Regions from separate parts of the Mus musculus genome. Here region 2 is linked to region 1. Evidence: chromatin contacts called from public promoter capture Hi-C data. All regions are on one chromosome and are shown on one strand. The core of a region is the stretch at or near the end of the contact, and the rest is flanking DNA. Distances in the headings are between cores, read along the strand shown.

Region 1 (6,808 bases), core at 1,774-4,273:
CTCTCTTGCAGAGACCCAGACCTTGGTTCCCAGCACCCAAATACAGTGGCTCACAACTACCTGTAACTCTGGCTCCAGGCATCTAGCACCCTCTTCTGGCTTCTGCAGGCACTACAGGCATATGCACACACAAAGATAAAATAAAATATAAATAAATAAATAAATAAATAAATAAATAAATAAATAAATAAATAAGGGAGACGAGAGCCAGAGATGAAGCTCAGTTGGTAGAGTGCTTGCTTGCCTGGCATGCACAAACCCCTGATTTTGATCCCCAGCACTCGGTAGGCAGTACTAGGCAGAGGCAGGGAGAGTACAAATTCATGGCTGCGCTCAGCAATATAATCAGTTTGAGACCAGCCTAGATTACATGAGAAAAATGAAGGGAAGGAGGAAGGGGAAAGGGTGGGCAGTAAGAAGGGCTGGACATTTGCATCTCTCCTGGCCTCAGTTTCTCCCAAGCTCAGAGGCCAGCCTATATACTAACTTCTGACAGCTGCCTCTCCCTACCGGTAATCAGAGACGCCCCTCGTGGTTGGCGACCAAAACAGAATACTAAAGAGCCAGGAAAAAGTGGTTTTAGTCAGGCATGGAAGCCTACTGTAAGCTCAGCACTCAGGCAGTAGAGATATGAGACTAAGGAGTTCAAGACAGGGGCTGGAGGGATGGCTCAGCGGTTAGGAGCACTAATTGCTCTTCCAGAGGTCCTGAGTTCAAATCCCAGCAACCACATGGTGGCTCACAACCATCTGTAATGGGATCCCATGCCCTCTTCTGGTGTGTCTGAAAACAGCTACAGTGTACTCATATAAGTAAAATAAACAAATCTTTTAAAAAAAAGTTTAAGACACCTTCAATAAGCTCAGAGACAATCTGGCCTACCTGAGAACAGATCTCAAAAAAAAACCTGGCTTTTCTTTCAGCCCAGCAAGATTCCCACTTCTCAAGGATTTTTTTTTTTTTTTTTTTGGACAGGGTTTCTCTGTGAAGCCCTGGCAGTTCTGGAACTCCCCTTTGTGACCAGGCTGTCCTCAAACTCAGAGATCTGGCTGCCTCTGCCTCCTGAGCGGTAGGATTAAGGGGGTGTCACTGTCACTGTCACAGCCGCCTGACTAACACTGGCCTTCTTTGCCCCACTTTGGGAGACTAAGGGTGTCAGGGCCTCCATACCTGCTGATGTGAACACTGAAGTCGCCCCTGATTGTCCCGGGGGCTGCCTCTGTTGAGTCGGTGTGTCCTATCATGGCCCTTGAGATATGGACCACATTGGGGCCTTCCCAGACCTGCAGCACAGATATGGGGGTTCGAGAGAAGCTGGGGACCCTGGGTGCCCTGGGCTCAATCCAAGCCCTTTCCTTTGCTCGGAGAATGACACCCCAAAGACCCATTCCATTGCCCCTGCCCTGCTGTACCATGGCCACCACAGGCCCAGAGCTCATGTAGCTGATAAGAGCTGGGTAGAATGGCTTCCTCTGTAGGTCCCGGTAGTGCTCAGCAAGGATGCTTTCTGGTGCCTGTGTGGAAAGAGGTGTGAGACCAACCCTCGGAGAATAAACCCCCAATTGGTGTCCTGAGTTTGGGGCACCTTTTGGACACAACTCCAGAAGCTAGCTCCTACAATGGATACCTCCCAACCCTTGCAACTGCAAGTGCTAGGAGCCTTTGGGACACCACAGCCCAAGGGAGATACCTGCAGCATCTTCATCCCCACGAGCTTGAAGCCCCGCCTCTCAAAGCGTTGTATCACAGTCCCCACTAGTCTCCTCTGTACCCCATCTGGCTTCACAGCAACCAGCGTCCGCTCTTGGGGCCAGGGGGGGCCTCCTGTTAAAAAAAAAAGACAGGTCGGGGTGAGGATGCTCCACATTTTCAGGGCCCTCCCACCTAGATACCTGACAGAGCTCAGACATCAAAGGACTGGGAAGTTCCTGCCACAATACAAACACAGACAAATGCAAAGGGGAGCCGCCCTGGCAGTCGCAGAAGCTGCTCAAGGTGGAGATGGTTTCCCTGAAAAGGCTCAGATAACTTAGGGGCCAGAGAGTCTTGGTGATGAAGTCTCCCTTTCCCCTGAAAAGAAAACTTGAGTCTAGCCTCACATGACTCCAGGTACCACAGTGTGTGAAGCCCAGGCTTGCCCACAAGGAGCTTATCCTCTGGGTGTGGAGAAATGGCATTGAAATCAAGGAATATTAGTGCACGATGTCTAGGCGGGCTAAGTGCTGGGGACCAAGGATCAGGCTTGAGCAGAGGATGACCCACACTACAGGGCAGAAACATAGCTGCCACGGCACGTGCGTCTCCTCCAAAAACAAACGCTACTTCTGAGAGGGTCCTAGCCCCTGACTGACTCACAAAACGGTAGCAAAGTTAGGAGAAACACCAAGTTAGAGAAGAGGTGATCGACCAGGCTCTAATCCCCAGGCCACAATGAATGCCCACTAAACTCAACAGGCTGATAAAAGGGGGGAGGTGTCTCCCTAACTTGCAAGTTCCCCAAGGGACAAGAGACCCAGGATAGCCCCAGAGTCTGATGCCTGCTGGTCTGTGCCTTGGTGAGGCTATTCAATTTCCAAGATTCATGAAAGGAATACCCTTTATCTGGCTCTCAGAAAGCACCCCATGAGTGGATAGAAAGGGCCAAGACCCCAGGAAATGACCGGGGTGTCTTAGGCCTGCTCTGGCTCAAGTTTCAATACCCGGGCAACAACTGCTCCGCGGAGGGAACGTGACCCCATAGCGTCTGGTAGTCTCCCCGCCTCGGCTTTGGCTTTCTACTGCTAAAAGCTCTGTCCCGGGCTGCTGAGGGTTGGACTTGCACTCCTCCGGGACAAGACCAAGCCTTTGGCTGCCGCACGTGCGCAAACAAAGGCCGCGCAGCGGCCATCCGCCTAGTTCCCCACGGGCACAGGACTCACCGGAACTGGGGCGCACCAGCAGGCACTGAAAGCGTGGCCCGCACAACAGCGCCCGCAGCGCCGCGACGCGCCCGAAAAGGCTGCCCATGTTGCGGGCTGGCGCCGCACTGAACGCCGCGCAGAGCGGGCAGTGGGAGGTGCCACGCATTGCCCCGCCCCGCCTCCACCCTAAGGGGCCCGCTGGGGCCCCACATCACATTCTTGTCTTCTGGAGCTGATAGCCTTCAAACACTGATCTCTGTTAAAATCAGGGTGCAGCTCAGTGACGGAGCGCTTGACTATCATGCTCAGAGCCTTGGGCTCGACCAACCCCAGTACTGCAGGGGGAAAAAAAATGAAAAATTATGTGTGTGTGTGCGCGTGTCTATGCGCGTATGTATAAATTTTGCAGTTGCTCATTCAGTTTTTAGATTATATACTTGTTTTCATAACGTACAGTCAAATATTGTTATATCTACTTTTGGGGGCAGAGTGGCCATCGCCGCAAATACCAACTGGCTCTCTAAGTTTGACAGTTGGACTATTTGTCAGTTCTGTTATTACATCCTTGATTTTCAAGTTATCTATCAATTTATTTATTTATTGGAATTTTTTATTTTGTTTAAACCTCTCTAGATTAAAAAAGTTATTTTTTATTTACTAGCAGGGTGGTGGTGGCATACTCCTTGAATTTAGCCCTCAAGAAGGTAGAGTCAAGCTCTCTGAGAATCCCTCCCCCCCCCCCCACCCCCCGCCTGTGTTTTTGTTTTTGTTTTTGTTTTTCCAGACAGGGTTTTCTCTGTGTAGCCCTGGCTGTCCTGGAACTCACTCTGTAGACCAGGCTGGCTTTGAACTAAGAAATCCACCTGCTTGTGCCTCCCAAGTGCTGGGATTAAAGGCGTGTGCCACCACTGCTGAGAAACCCTTTCTCAACTCACCCCCAAAGAAAAATGATTTACATTGAACAGTTGAGAGCTGCCCAGGATGGGTGCTAGGAACCGAACTCACATCTTTTGGGAGGCCAAGCACTGCTCTCTTAACCACTCAGTCATCTCTCCAACCCCATCTGTGTACCACAGCTGGGAGCTGGGAATTGCTTTGACTTTATGACAAAGGTATAATCAATCCTTGCTGCTGTCACTGCATTGCATATGTAGCAGAGGTTGGCTTGGAACTCTTTTTTTTTTTTAAGATTTATTTATTTTATGTATATGAGTACACTAGCTGTCTTCAGACACACCAGAAGAGGGTGTCAGATCCCATTACAAATGGTTGTGAACCACCATGTGGTTGCTGAGAATTGAACTCAGGACCTCTGGAAGAGCAGTCAGTGCTCTTACCCGTTGTACTTTATTTTATTATATATATTACCCCTTGAACTTTTATTGTTGTTTTTTTCGAGACAGGGTTTCTCTGTGTAGCCCTGGCTGTCCTGGAACTCACTCTGTAGACCAGGCTGGCCTCAAACTCAGAAATCTGCCTGCCTCAGCCTCCCGAGTGCTGGGAGTAAAGGCATGCGCCACCACCGCCCGACTTCTCACTGTGTATCTTGCTGGCCTGGAACTAGCTATGTAAACCAAGCTGACTTTGAACTCACAGAGTTCTATTTAAATACCAAGATTAAAAGCATTGCCAGGGCTGGAGAGATGACTCAGTGGTAAAGGACACTGACTGCTCTTTCTGAGTTCAATTCCCAGCAACCACATGGTGGCTCACAATCACAATGGGATCTGATGCCCACTTCTGGCATGCAGGCATACACAAAATAAAATTTTAAAAATCTTTAAAAAGAAGGGGAAAAAAAAAAAAAGCATTGCCAGCCGGGCGGTGGTGGCGCACGCCCTTAATCCCGGCACTTGGGAGGCAGAGGCAGGCAAATTTCTGACTTTGAGGTCAGCCTGGTCTACAGAGTGAGTTCCAGGACAGCCAGGGCTACACAAAGAAACCCTGTCTCAGAAAACAAAAACAAAAACAAACAAACAAACAAAAGCATTGCCACTAATCTAGCAGTGGTGCAGCACTCTGGTTGGGTTTTTTGTTTTTTGTTTGTTTGGTTGGTTTGGTTTTTCCAGGCAGGGTTTCTCTGTGTAGCCCTGGCTGTCCTGGAACTCACTCTGTAGACCAGGCTGGCCTCCTCTGCATCTGGAACACTGCAATTAAAGGCTTGCACTGGCACTGACCTGCTAGTGGCGCTCGCCTTTAATCCCAACACTCAGGAGGCAGAGGCAGGTGGGTATCTGTGAGTTTGAGTCCAGCCTGGTCTACAGAGTGAGTTCCAGGACAGCCAGGGCTACACAGAAAAGCACCTGTCTTGAAACAAACAAACAAACAAACAAAATAATAATGATAAAGAAATAAGGGGAAAAAAGCCATCGCCACTACACTCAGCTGTTTTTCTTTTTATTTTATTTACCTATTGATTTATCCATGAAGTGTATGTGTAGTGTATGCACATGTGTATGAGTGTGTATGAATGTGTGTGTGATGTATGTATGAGTGTGTATGAATGTGTGTGATGTATGCACATGTGTATGAGTGTGTATGAATGTGTGTGTGATATATGTATGAGTGTGTATGAATGTGTGTGATGTATGTACATGTGTATGAGTGTGTATGTGTAGTGTATGCACTGTATATGTATGTAACATGTGTGTATGTGTAATCTATGTACATGTATATATGTGTGTGCTATATGTGTGTGTATGAGTGTTCCTGTCTGATGTGTGTGGTGTATGTACATGTGTATATGTGTGTGATATAGGTGTGTGTATGAGTGTACATGTGTGATATAGGCACATGTGTATGTCTCTGCACAAAGGCCAGAAGAAGTCATTGGCTGTCCTTCCCCATCACTTTCCACCTTATTCTTTGTGGTAGAGCATCTCCCAGAACCTCGAGCTCTTGTTTCTTGTAGGAAACTGACAGTGAGCAACCCCTCAATCCTCCTGTCCTCACTACATCATTGGTTTTGCAGTCATTCTCTGGTCCATGACTGGGCTGTTCCAGACTCAGTGCAGCAAGCATTCTTCTTTTTTTTTTTTTTTTTTTTTTTTTGGTTTTTCAAGACAGGGTTTCTCTGTATAGCCCTGGCTGTCCTGGAACTCACTTTGTAGACCAGGCTGGCCTCAAACTCAGAAATCTGCCTGCCTCTGCCTCCCGAGTGCTGGCATTAAAGGCATGCGCCACCACGCCCGGCTGCAGCAAGTGTTCTTAAGCATTGAGCCAGATATCCACCATCTATTGCTACGATTGTTGCTGTTCAGACAGGATTTCTTATAGCCCAAGCCGTCCTCAGACTCATCATGTAGATAAACTGATCTTCCTCCTGAATTTCCCATGTACTGGCATTACAAGCAAGGGTCACCACACCAGGTCTGTGCCTTGCTGAAGTTCAAACCCAGTGCCCGAACATGCTAGACAAGTTTTCTACCATCCCCAGATCTATTTATTTATTTATTTATTTTGAGGTGAGTTTTAACCTGTAGGTTATCCTGACAGCCCTTGATTTTATTTTATTTTTTTTTTTTTGAGTATCACAAAAGTTTATTTAGTAAAAAGTTCCATATGAAAATGTACATGACCTAATTCTACATCACAATCAAACAGGCCTTTGAGGAGGGATGTGGACACTGCTTGCTGAGCACAGGTCAGACTCTTTCCAAGGCTTCTAACATGATGATGCTGTTTCCTCGGATGACCACCATGCCAATGTTGTTCTGTTGCCCACTGGTTGCCATCTCCACACACTCGTCAATCACAAGGTTCATAAAGGGATCAAAGCCCCGCAGTATTCCTTGGACATGCCTGCCACCGTTTAACTTCAATGATAACTTCTTGTCCATAAACTTCTTCAGCTCGGGAGGGTGGGCTTTGCTCATGGCGACTCCTCTGCGGGCTCGGCACAACGGCGA
Region 2 (6,641 bases), core at 3,513-6,012, 2.4 Mb after region 1:
TACAGGCCTGCACTACCACTGCCTGGCTGCCTTTAGTCTTTAAAGAACAGAAGCCGACTGTGGCACGCTAGTTAAAGCACACTAAAATTCAGACCCCCAGAACCCATGTAAGTCCCATGTGGATGTGGTAGCACACTTGTAAATATAGTCACTGAAGGCAGAGATGGGATCCCCTGAGTAAACTTGATAGCAAAACTAGCCTTTATCCCAGTGACCCGGATTTATTGAGACAGGGTTTCTCTGTGTAGCCTTGGCTGTCCTGGAACTCACTCTGTAGACCAGGCTGGCCTCGAACTCAGAAATCCACCTGCCTCGGCCTCCCAAGTGCTGGGATTAAAGGCGTGCGCCACCAATGCCCGGCTTCTTTTCTTTCTTTTTTATTTCTTCTAGATTTTATTTATGTATGTATATGAATACACTGTAGTTGTCTTCAGACACACTAGAAGAGGGCATCAGATCTTATTATAGATGGTTGTGAGCCACCTTGTGGTTGCTGGGAATTGAACTCAGGACCTCTGGAAGAGAAGTCAGTGCTCTTAACCTCTGAGCCATCTCTCCAGTCCTGTGGCCCGTTTTCTGGATTGCTAATTGAGGCACCATTCCTAAGCAGTTAGGTAGAATTGGGCTAGTGAGATGGCTCAGTGGTTAAGAGTACTGGCTGTTCTTCCAGAGGTCTTGAGTTCAAATCCCAGCAACCACATGGTGGCTTCACAACCACCCATAATGAGATCTGGTGCCATCTTCTGGTTCGTCTGAAGTCAGCTACAGTGTACTTATGTATAATAATAAATAAATCTTTAAAAAAAAAAAAGGTCAGCTGACCATGAGCCGAAGAGTGAGCTGGGAAAAGACCTTCCCTGACTTCAGCTTCAGTCCCTGCCTTGATTTCCCTAAGTGTCAGACTGAGACGTGGAAGTGAAAGGTAAAGAGACCCTTTCCCCACCTGTTTTATCTGGTCACCTGTTTTATCTCAACAAAGCAGAACACAGAAAGATTGTAGCAAGTTGACCTTGAGCTTCTACATGCTTGCACACACAGGTCTGCATATACTCTAAAGCAAGTGGGTACACACGGGCACACACAGGGGCACACCACAAACACCAGAAAACAGAAGAAAAAAGGGAAACGTGAAATTTGCTAAATCATCTCGATTGGGGTCAGAAAGGGTAAAAAGACTGGGTGAGAAGGCAGAGCAGAGACCCAGTCTCAGCCCAGCTAAAGTGGCTTTTGACCCTAAGGTGACAGTCCTGGGGGTGGGGGGGAACTGTTTTCCTGCCTTGAATTGGTGGGAAGTGACAGGTGATCCCAAGGCAGTAGAATCTTCAAGGGACTTTGCTCCTTTTCCTTGTGTTCCATGTTGCTGGGAGTCCCTGAGGTTCCCAGGCAGATTTTCAGAGAGGACAAGAAGATGCCGGGCATAGGTGTGTTCCATGCTCCCTACACCATGGCAAACAGTGAGTCGCGGTTCTGAGTGGGTGGGTCCTGTCAAGCTGTAACAGTTTAATCTCTGTCCAGACTCTCCTACCCTAGCTCGAAAGGGGGGGAGGGGGAGGAAGCTCATGGCCATAGTCACCACCAGAGGCTGTGGCGAGAGGAGAGAATGTTCCAGGCACCTCTGGAGTGCGAATGAAAACATAGACCCTTCGGTCTGCAAATGCAGACACAGCCCAGGCAAAGCTGCTCTCTCTCCCTTTAGGGCCATGTTACAAAGAGAGGCACCAAGTCCCTCTCTGCAAACAGTGAGGGCTGTGTCTAAGCCTTTAAGCACTGACAACATAGCTTAAAGAGCTACCAAGTGCAAGCCTCCATCTGGGATGCTGCCAACAAAGCCAAGCAGCCTTGAGATTTCCTCAGGGAGGCCGACTCCACAGCTGCAATTGGAAGCAGAACAACAGGACAGCAGAACTGTCTAAGGTGTCCATCCGTTGTTTTCAAACTCGGGTGGGAAGAGGCATCGATGCTTGAGGAATAGTCTGCCACTCATAGTGGGAACGCAACACATAGTTCAGGAAGCTGCTGGTGAGCTTCCCCCAAGCTGTCAGGAAAGACACCCAAAGGCCCAAGCCTAGAAGTGGGCCTCTGCTGCCCTCTAGTGGAAGAAAGGGCAGTGGCCCGAGGCACCCGCTGGCCCCTCAAACCTGGCTCAAAGAAAAAGGAACTGGAGAAGTGAATGCGATGTCTTAGTGAAACTCCTCAGTTTGAACAATGAATACGTATGCTAATTAAAAATAAAACAGGAAGCTGGAAGGTGTCAGTGCACACCTTTCATCCCAGCACTTGGGAAGCCTGGTCTACACAAAGTGAGTCCTAGGACAGCCAGAGCTACACAGAGAAACCCTGTCTCGAAGAACAAACAAATCAACAAGCAAAAGCCAGGCACACTAGTGTAATCTGAGCCGTGGGGGAGTTGGGGACAGAGGGATACCCTTGAGCTAAGTGAGTGAGCCTCAGGTTTAGTGAGAGTTCCTGTCTCAGGAATTATGATGGAGCGGGGCCTAGAGAGATGTCTCTCAAGCATGCTACCTGGTTCAATTCCCAGCACGCACATCTGTCTGGCAGCTTGAAACTACCTGTAACTCAGGCTCCAGGAAGATGTGATGCCCCTGCGGGCATCTGCATTGATGTTCACAGACTCACACACAGATAGAAGCATAGAAACATAATGTAATATTAATGTAGTAAGAGGGAGCTGAAGAGATGGCTCAGTGGTCAAGACGATTGGTTGCTCTTGCAAAGAACCAGGTTCGGCTCCCAGCATCTCCATGGTACCTCACAAGGGTCTAACTCCACTGCTAGATCTCACCCTGTCTTCCAACCTGACATTCATGGATGCACATACGTACCTAAAACCAAAACATCCACATACATAAAATACAATAAGTAATAAAATACAATGGAGAGAGAGTGAGCCCAAAGGAGACACTTAGTATTATCCTCTGGCCTGTGTACATGTGTGTGAACACACATGCATATATATATATCTGACACAGGTGCACACACAAGTTCACACATGTACACACACTCACACACACACACACACACACACACATCTCCCAGGCACTCCCACTGTAGGATAAAAAGGCAAAGGATAAACACCCAGACCCGGACTTGACCCTAAGCCCAAGACCAGAAACAAGAAATAGAATCCTATACCAGCCCCTGGGCTTGCCACAAAACCCACCAATCCTGAACAGGAAAATCCACCAATCCCTGAGCTCGCTCAAGCTCAGGAATTGAAATCCCACCAATCCTCATCTTGGAAATCTCCACAGGAAAATCTCCCTGCCCCCAACCCAGGCAGCAAGAAATCTTATATAAGTTTTGCCTTCTGCTCAGTTCTCTGCAGCTTCTCACTCGAGCAGAGACAGCCACCCTCCCAACAGACACAATAGACACAATCTCTTGTATGCCGCTTGTTGGTTATGCAGGGTGACCTTGTGTTATTCCCTGGCTCCCAATTGCCAGGATACCTCTAGCAGCAACTCTAACATTTTCATGGGAGCAGAGCTTTTTCTGGGATCTCCCCCTACCTGAGCAGGGCTGTAACACTTTTGTTGGAGAAACCTTCCCCTGCACAGTCCATTTCCGTAGCGGAAGCCTTTTCCTTCTGAGCCGCAACACTTAGATCCACAACCATACAGGAGCTGGGCGGTGGTGATGCATACCAGTAACCTGCCAGCCACTAGGGAGGTAGAGGCAGGAAGATCAATCAAGGTTATTCTTTTTTTTTGGGGGGGGGGGTCCGAGACAGGGTTTCTCTATGTAGCCCTGGCTGTCCTGGAACTCACTTTGTAGACCAGGCTGGCCTCGAGAACTCATAAATCCACCTGCCTCTGACTCCCGAGTGCTGGGATTAAAGGCGTGCGCCACCACGCCCGGCTCCTGGAAAGGTTATTCTTAACAATATAGTAAGAGCCTGAATTAGGTGATATTTCAAAAACTACAGAGAGGAGGTAGAGAGAGGGCACCACACAGCTAGGTGCTCTTGCTCTTCCTGATGACCCAAGGTTGGTTACTGGCACACACCTGGCTCAGCTCACCACTGTCTGCAACTCCAGTTCTAGTGGGTCCAACACTTTCTTCTGCACGCCTTGGGTATCCACGTGCATGTGACTTTGACACACCTCAATGTAAAAAACCAGGTGTGGTGATGCACACCTTTAACCCAGCAAGGGTTAGGCAGAAGCAGGCAGATTTCTCAGATCTAGGCCAGCCAGGGTTACATAGTGAGGGTTACACTGTTTATAAACAAACAAATATAAGGGGCTGGAGAGAGAGATGGCTTAGCCGGTTAAGAGCGCTGGCTGCTCTTCCAGAGGTCCTGAGTTCAATTCCCAGCAACCACATGGTGGCTCACAGCCATCTGTAATGGGATCTGGTGCCCTCTTCTGGTATGCCTGAAGACAGCTACAGTGTACTTATATACATAAATAAATAAATCTTTAAAAAAAAACCAGAAAGAAAAAAATAAACAAATAGATGACAAAACCCCATAAAGCTCCGAAGAGATGAGCCTTTCCACGCTAGGCAAGCGGTGCCTCTGAGCCCCACTCCCTCCCTCCCTTCTACCCCTAGAGTCTCTGACTTCTTCTTCTCAGCCTCCTAAAGTAGCACCTTCCCTCCTCTGAACCACTCTGAGGCCTCCTGGACCCCGTCATCTCCTAAGTGTCCTTTGTTGCCTAGTGCTGATTCTAGTACCCTGGTTCTGGGCCCTGCCAGGGTTCTGGTTCTAGAATGTTCTCTCCAGGCCTAGCTCCTACCTAGCCACAAGGCAGCACGGAAGACATGGGCAAGACCATTCCCCGGTTCCTGGAGCAACTGGACCTCATCAAAAGCTTCGTGGGCCTGGCTACAGGCGCCGGGGCCTTATACCTGCTGTACAAGGCCGTCAGGACTGGCTTAAAATGTCATCCGCCACTCTGCTCCAACTCGCCGATCTGCATTGCCCGTAAGTGTCCAGGTCCTGGGGAGAGGGCTCTGCCCCAGGAAGCCTCCCTAAGGCCTCCCCTGGGGGGTGGGGGCAAAGGTGACTCTTTCAAGCTCCTCTTTCCTCCTTCCTTCTTTCTCTCCTCCGGTCTGTCTCAGTTCCCCTCCTCCTTCCCAGCACCTGAGGCAAGGCTCTGCTATAGAAGCTAGTTTGGGAGTCTCTGGGTAGCAGGTTTCATAGAGCCAAGTCTCCAGCCAGGAACCATCAGCTTGGCTTTCTCTGTTCTATGTATTGGAAATGGAAATCAAGAGCTTTTTATCTGTCCTGCTCTTGCCTAGGATCTGAAGATACTGAAGGGAAGAAAAGTTGAGACACCTTTTGCCCAGAGTTTCCAACTAGGTCGTGGGGGACTTTATTTGATGTGTTTGGGTGTTTTGCCTGTGTGTGTGTGTGTGTGTGTGTGTGTGTGTGTGTGTGTGTGTGCAGTGCCCACAGAGGCTAGAAGAGAGCATTGGATCCCCAGACTGAAGAAACAGATGTTTGTCAGTCACCATCTGGCTGCTAGAAATCGAACTCAGGTCCTCTGGAAGAACAGTCAGTGTCCTTAACCACTGAGTCATCTCTCTACTCTCCCTAGGGTACTTTTGTGCCATCAGGAAAAGGGTCAGTAATTTGAGATTGTTGGTGAAAGCAGAACCCTACTTGTTGGCGCTACACACCAGGAAAGTTGTCATTGTGGACAAACGAGTGCCTGACAGGGCAGATGGCACATTATTAGATTAGGTTCTTGGTGCGGTGCACAGTTGGTGTTGCAGCAGTCTGTGAAGCGTGAAGCGCTAGGCACAGCCTTTGCCCTCAGCTCCCTCCTTCCCTCTCCCCCACTTCCCAGCCCCTTGCTTTTCCTAATTCTAAGTCCGTATCCCTAACTGTGGACTGGGGTGCTTTCTAGGCCTGGCCATCGAGAGAGAGCGCCACGGGCGGGACTCCGGTGAGATTCGAAGACTTCTCAACTCTCTAGACTGCAAACAGGATGAGTATACCAGGAGCATGATCCTTCATAACATCACCCGCTGCGTGTACTTGCTGGAGGCTGAGGTGGGCGGGGCCGGGCAGGGCGGGGCGGGGCGGAGCTTAGCCGGGCCCTCCCAGTCAGTCTGGTCCTTGGCTTGTAGCTCACCCGTAACCTCAGGCAGCGTCCTCAGACCTGTCCCTCTGATTGCTAGCATCAAAGAAAAGAAGGCCTCAGAGACTTGGGGGACAGTGCAGGCCAAGACACCCGCTTCTCCCGTCTCCCCCACCTCTCCTCACACACTGTAGGCCTCTTCTTGTACTATGGATGACATCGACTTGGTGGCTGACATGCTAGATGAGAAGGACAACAGTGTAAAAATCCAAGCTCTGAATGCACTTAAAGCTTTCTCTGGCATCAGGAAATTCAGGCTCAAAATCCAGGTGAGCCTGGGTAAGATCCGGTCTGGGTCCTTTAATCTGACAGCTGAATGGTGAAGTTTGTTTGAAGCCGAGTTTGTAACCCGGAGGAGGAGACAGTGGTCAGCTTCCTCCAGGGCCACTCAAGTCTCCACATGTCTGCACGACACTGGACCCCCAAAGAGCAGATTCTTAGACACTGGTGCGTAACTTACAATTGGAGTTAACCGTGTAACTCACAAGACTTGTCATTTCAAGGCTAGATGTCGTTTGACTTCTGACAGGC

What was found. Promoter capture Hi-C pulls out the DNA fragments that hold promoters and counts their contacts.
Region 2: a contact with region 1 is called in a promoter capture Hi-C map of liver, with 5 times the contacts expected there. The contact joins the promoter of Armc12 here to the promoter of Nme4 in region 1. A contact is called at or near these places in 2 of 39 promoter capture datasets (liver and pre-B cells).

What each region holds. Positions count from the first base shown.
Region 1 is chr17:26,092,447-26,099,254 of GRCm38.p6, forward strand. Nme4 (NME/NM23 nucleoside diphosphate kinase 4) reads right to left here and starts at 3,024. Exons shown (of 5, transcript NM_019731.1): 1 at 2,919-3,024; 2 at 1,691-1,824; 3 at 1,413-1,514; 4 at 1,171-1,283. The coding sequence starts at 3,006. It also overlaps the pseudogene Gm8186.
Region 2 is chr17:28,526,099-28,532,739 of GRCm38.p6, forward strand. Armc12 (armadillo repeat containing 12) reads left to right here and starts at 4,763. Exons shown (of 6, transcript NM_026290.3): 1 at 4,763-4,948; 2 at 5,877-6,022; 3 at 6,245-6,379. The coding sequence starts at 4,786. It overlaps Gm41506 (a long non-coding RNA gene), which reads right to left. Exons shown (of 3, transcript XR_003952333.1): 2 at 3,531-3,682; 3 at 2,647-2,843.